Linked DNA regions of Mustela erminea: region 1 is linked to region 2. The links are chromatin contacts, called in public Hi-C maps. All regions are on one chromosome and are shown on one strand. The core of a region is the stretch at or near the end of the contact, and the rest is flanking DNA. Distances in the headings are between cores, read along the strand shown.

Evidence for each region. Hi-C and Micro-C count contacts between places; a contact is called where the count stands out from the background.
Region 1: a Hi-C map of fibroblasts shows a contact between it and region 2, with 2.3 times the contacts expected there. The contact joins the promoter of RBM38 here to the enhancer-like site in region 2. A contact is called at or near these places in 3 of 3 Hi-C or Micro-C datasets (fibroblasts, skeletal muscle and spleen).

Annotation. Positions count from the first base shown.
Region 1 is chr7:5,242,035-5,244,734 of mMusErm1.Pri, reverse strand. RBM38 (RNA-binding protein 38) reads left to right here and starts at 1,408. Exons shown (of 4, transcript XM_032350265.1): 1 at 1,408-1,828; 2 at 2,624-2,700. The coding sequence starts at 1,592.
Region 2 is chr7:5,169,638-5,172,337 of mMusErm1.Pri, reverse strand. No RefSeq gene overlaps it. Among named protein-coding and RNA genes, the nearest start is that of CTCFL, 39 kb to the right of the region's middle. Within about 2 kb of position 1,392, the one cell type or tissue checked has open chromatin away from gene starts, as enhancers often do. A contact at or near this core is called in fibroblasts, where this site is marked.

The DNA of each region.
Region 1 (2,700 bases), core at 159-2,658, 72 kb before region 2:
GGGGTGTTGGAGGGACATGAGCCATAGGACTGAGGGAGGAATGAGGTGGGACAGAGGACTGTGTCCTAGGAGGACTGATAAAGATGGGGGCTCCCCTCCCCGAGTCGGGGGGAGGCTCAGGCACAGGTTTGAGGAAGGGAGGGCGAGCAGGGCCAGGGGACCTCGGACTCGAGACAGTCTCCGTCTGGAGTCGAACACAGCCTAGACAGAGAAGGTGCGGGATGAACACCTGAAACACCAGGGCACAAGGCAGGCCGTGCCACTCCCAGTCCGGCAGACCCGGGCCTGTGTTCCACTGTCCCCAAGGCGACAGGCTCCGCCCAAAGTGACCTCACTTAGAGCTGCAGTTCTCGGCGGCGCTAGTGTGTGCACAGCTGCCCCTGGCCATGCGGAGGGTTGGAGGCCCGGAGCAGCCCCCTGCTCTGCCCGAAGTTGTGACCCGCCAGCGGGGAGCGCTGATGCCGGGGCCAGCTTCAACGCCCCGAACTCAGCATCGGTTTATTGCTCTGCTGTTCGATGTGAAATTGCTGATGAGTTTGAACGAGTTCTGTAGCCAGTCCTGCCTGGTGTGGAGCTCACAGAGGCCCTGGCATGGCCTGTTTCTGTGGCTGGGACAGGGACAGAGGGACCGGACCACCCTGAGCTTGCATTTCCCCCAGGGTCGCACATATAGAGGGAGGAATCCGTGATATCAGCTGCGGATGGACTTTTGACGAGGCCAGAACAACTCCCCCTGCCTAGACACCCTCCGGGGGTCTCTGCGATCACTCTAGACCCTCCTGGATGGCAGATGCCAGGTTTCTGTCCCTCCCGGTTGTACACTGTATTTTTGACGTTGACCTGACTTATTCATAGAACTCCGTGGGGCTAGAGTGTATGTTCCATGCACCCATGCGGCCCCATCCTGGGGTGCCTGTTGCATGAGGGGCCCTGAAAAGGATTCGTCGAAGGAATCGTATTTGCACATAAACACAAATCATTTCACTTTCTAATACATGTTGCCGTATCTTACCTCGCCCTCAGATAAATGTTGGCTCAATAAACATGTTACCCATCATCGCTCCCCTCTAGTTCACGGCACGAGGGCAGTGCTGGGAATCCGGCGGGTATGCGGACCGCCCCTCTTGCGGAGGGACAGTGGAGTCGGCCCGCCGCTCCCCCGCCCCGCCCCGCCCCGCCCCGCCCCGCCCGGCCCCGCCCCGCCCCGCCCGGCCCCGCCCCAGGGTTTCCAGGGCCCGCGGGGCGAGGCGAGGCGAGGCGAGGCGAGGCGGGGCGGGGCGGGGCCGGGACTACGCTTCCCGGCGGCCCCTGCGCGCCCGTGGCGGGGCGGGGCCGCGGCTTGGGGGCGGGGCCTCGGCTGGCTGGGGGCGGGGCGCTTACAAAGCCCGGGGGCGGGCGCCGGGGCGCAGAGTGCCCGCAGCGCCGGCCAGAGCGCAGCGCAGCGCAGCGAGGCGCACACGGCGCGAGCGGCCCGCGAGTGGACGGGCCCGGCGGCTGGACCGGCGCCGGTGCTGCCCTGCTCGCTCCCCGCCGCCGCCCATGAGCCCAGCGCCGCGCGGCCCGGGTCTGTAGGCGGCGGGGCGCCCCCCCCATGCTGCTGCAGCCCGCGCCGTGCGCTCCGAGCGCGGGCTTCCCGCGGCCCCCGGCCGCCCCCGGCGCCATGCACGGCTCGCAGAAGGACACCACGTTCACCAAGATCTTCGTGGGCGGCCTGCCCTACCACACCACCGACTCCTCGCTCAGGAAGTACTTCGAGGGCTTCGGGGACATCGAGGAGGCCGTGGTCATCACCGACCGTCAGACGGGCAAGTCCCGCGGCTACGGCTTCGTAAGTGGCCCCGCGGCCGGGCACGCACTCCGTCCCGCACTTACCGCGCCGGGGGGCGCTGAGTCAACCGGCGGGCGCACGCCCAGCCGCCCCGGCACCTGCCGCCCCCTCCTGGGCTCGGGGGCGGAGGTTCACGCTCCAGCCGGTCGCGCCGCCGCTACCTGGCTCCGGCTCCCTCCACCACCCCGCTCCCGGTTTAAAAGGCAGAGCCGCTGAGTTCAGTTAGTACTTCTGAGTTTACGGAGAGGTTTTGGGGACAGTTGGCTGCTGCCAGGATCTCCTGGAGCAACAAGCAAGCAGGAGCCGAGGCTTCTCCTCAGGGCGCTTTGGAGGCCTTTAGTACCCCCTCTCCAGTATTTAACCGCCCCCAAAGAAACATCAGTTTAAGTAAAAAAGGGCCTGAAGAATTGTCTCCTCCTTCCCTTCTAAGTAGCAGCCCCCAACCTCTCCCATGAGGACGCTCGCACCCCCCCCACGGGCAGGCGGGCAGAAAGGGCTCCCGCCGCTGCCTTCCCTGGGGCGGGGGAGGGTGCCCTGTTTCCCCTGGGCATCCTTTCTGTCCTTGAAGGCTGGGTTTCCCAGCGCGTGAACTTGGAGGGAGGAGCTGGAATCCAGGGGCGCCTCAGTGGGAGGGCCCCAGGGTGGGAGGCCAGTGGGGATGGGGCCAGAGGTTCTGGGTCACTGTCCCCCACCCCCACCCCCGCAGAGGGGGAAGTGAGGGCCTCTTTGGGGAGCAGAACCCTTCGCTCCTCCCGCCCAGTAAGGGAAGCCCCTGAACCCTCTGTGCTCCTCCAGGTGACCATGGCGGACCGGGCAGCAGCTGAGAGAGCTTGCAAAGACCCTAATCCCAACATTGACGGCCGCAAGGCCAA
Region 2 (2,700 bases), core at 143-2,642:
GCTCAAAAATGTCAATAGCGTTATTTATTATCATGCTACATATTGCTGTCTACATATAATTACTATTTCTGACCGGTGATGTTGGTTTTCCATTTACTGCCGTGTTGTGAGGTTTTATTTAAAAATAAATGTATTTGATTCTTTTTTTTTCCTTTTAAAGATCTTATTTATTTATCTGACAGGCAAAGATCACAAATAGGCAGAGAGGCAGGGATGGGGGGTGGGAAGCAGGCTCCTTGCTCAGCAGGGAGCCCGATGCCGATGCCAGGCTTGATCCCAGGACCCTGGGATCATGATCTGAGCCTAAGGCTGAGGCTTTAACCCACTGAGCCACCCAGGTGCCCCAGTGTATTTGATTCTTAAAAGCGAGTTGAAAAGGAGTAAATGTCAGGGAAGTGGTACCCAGGTCTGGTCCAAGGTCCGCAGTCCTATTGAAGGATAGGGTAACCAGACCCCAGGGGAAAGGAACTCAGGGTGGGGCAACTTTTGTAATGGTCGCCTGGAGACCAGCTCCTTGTGGCCTGGGGCACCACTTCCTGTGGACGTGCTAAGGGTCCTAGGAGGAGATGAAACCGAGCTGTCCTGAGTCCTGGGTGCCCTGCCACCCAGGGCAGCCTCTACTCCAGACCGGGCTGGTATTTTTAGCACACAGGCACCCTGCGCAGCCTCCTACACTCTGACCAAATTTAGAAATCTCCAGAGGTCTTTGCACTTCTCCGCCCTCGGTAGGAGCAATGAATGAAAAGGCCTCCAGATGCCAGTCTGGCTAGAGCCGGCGTTTGCTGGGCTCGCTCTCTCTGCGGACTGGTCGGGAAGCCCGAGATTTGTCTGGCGGGGAGAGAAAGCAAGCTGCATCACGGGTGTGGTCTGGGGCAACTTCCGCAAAAGCACAACAATCCCCCCACGTGCGAGCGTGTCTGGGCTGCAGAGCCAGGAGAGGGGTGTGGGGGGCGGGGGGCGCCCCCTGCCCAAACTGCTAACAGCGGGATTGCGGGGTGGGGAGGTCGGGAGGAGGTGGCGCTGGAGGCTGGGGACATGAGAAACCCTGTGGGCTCTTATCAGCGGTTTATATTTACCGTTTCCTTTGTTAAAACAAGTCTGTGTTCCTTCTGAAATTTGAAAACCTTGAGCACCAAAGGTCTAACAACATCCCGAGACTGAAATGCCTCAAACTGAACGTTTCTAAGGAATTTCCTTGAACAAGGGCTTCCAAGACCGCGAGTAGCAGACCCTCACTGTTTCTGACAACCACCCCTGCCCTGCCGCCCTCCTCCACCCTAATCACCCCGAGGTTCCCGGGGGCTCCTGCTGCAGGCTCGGGTCCCGGGTGCTAACCCCACCCCCAGCCCGGGGAGGGGCGTGGCCACGGCTGGCCAATCAGAGCTCGGCATGTCCCTGGCTCTCCAGGGCGGGGGCTGGCCTCTAGCAGGGAAGTGACTGTTAACATTGCTGGAATCCTGAAACCCAAAACCCTTTGCTGAAGAGTTACTGGGGAACCTCCTGTCCCACGAACCCATTCATTCCGCGCTGGCGGAGCTTGTCTGACGCTTGTCCGAGTCGGGACTGGTCTCTGGGAGCAAAGGTCTGATCGCTGAACGGTCAGGAGTGTTGCATGCCGGTGGTTAACCATGGCCAATATCAAAATTAAATGACCTAAGTTTATAAGTAAATGAATTATATTAAAACCAAAGGTAGTAAATACCCAGAACGAATCACTCCCCGGCTTAATTCACCACACTTGACTATTATCTGTGTCCTTGGGGCGATTTACTTCTGTTGTCTCTCTACAGTGGAAATGCCCCACTGGTGTGTGCCTGGGTGACTCTTCCCAACTCCACACCCAGGGAGCCCGCCGGCAGCTTGGAATCTGCCGCTGACAGAGTCCTTACACTACAGGATCTGGGAAACCCACCAGCAGGGTTCTCCCACCCAAAGCCGTTGCTAAACACTTACCAGCAGAGAGGGGGCTGGATAACACCTGCAGGGACCCGTCTGTTCTTCAGGAACCCCAAGGAATGGGAAGGCAAGTGAGCAAGCATCTTCAGGACAAGAACCACCCTTTATCTCATTTAGTTTTCCCAGCATCTACGTGAGACGCTCCCTTTACGCGTGTTGATTGACTTGAGGAAATGAGCATCCAAGAAGTCAGGGGCTTTGAGGTCGCCTGGGGTGGGGTGAAGATGTGGGCTCAGCGGCTGATCCTGAGCCTCACCAGGAGTTAGTTCTTTTTTGAGCAGTGCTCTCTGACCCCTGCTGACTCAAAGGCCCTGCGGGAGGCTGGGCCAAAATGCGCTGGGGGCCCGCAAGGAAGGTGAGGCGGCTCCTCCCAGTGGCCCTAATGTTCAAGGCCTCTGTTTTGAGCATTCATTTCTTGGCAGCTTGCAACTCTGCAAGATGATCTCAGCAAGTGCAGGGGCACAGCGTTTGATAACACGGAGTCCCAAGTTGAGGGGGGCGTGGCTTTTTAAAATACACGCAGCTGAAACCAAAAGGACAAACAGACAAAGCCATGATTCTAGTTGAAGACCTCAGCACTCTCCACTGTAAGCTACTGAGAGAACAAAAAGACAGAAAACCAGTAGGGATACAAAAGACCCGGACAGCACTATCAGCTTGACCTAACTGGCATTTTAGAACATTCCACCCAACAGCAGGACACACATTTTTCTCAAGTGCACACTGAACGTACACCAAGGTAGA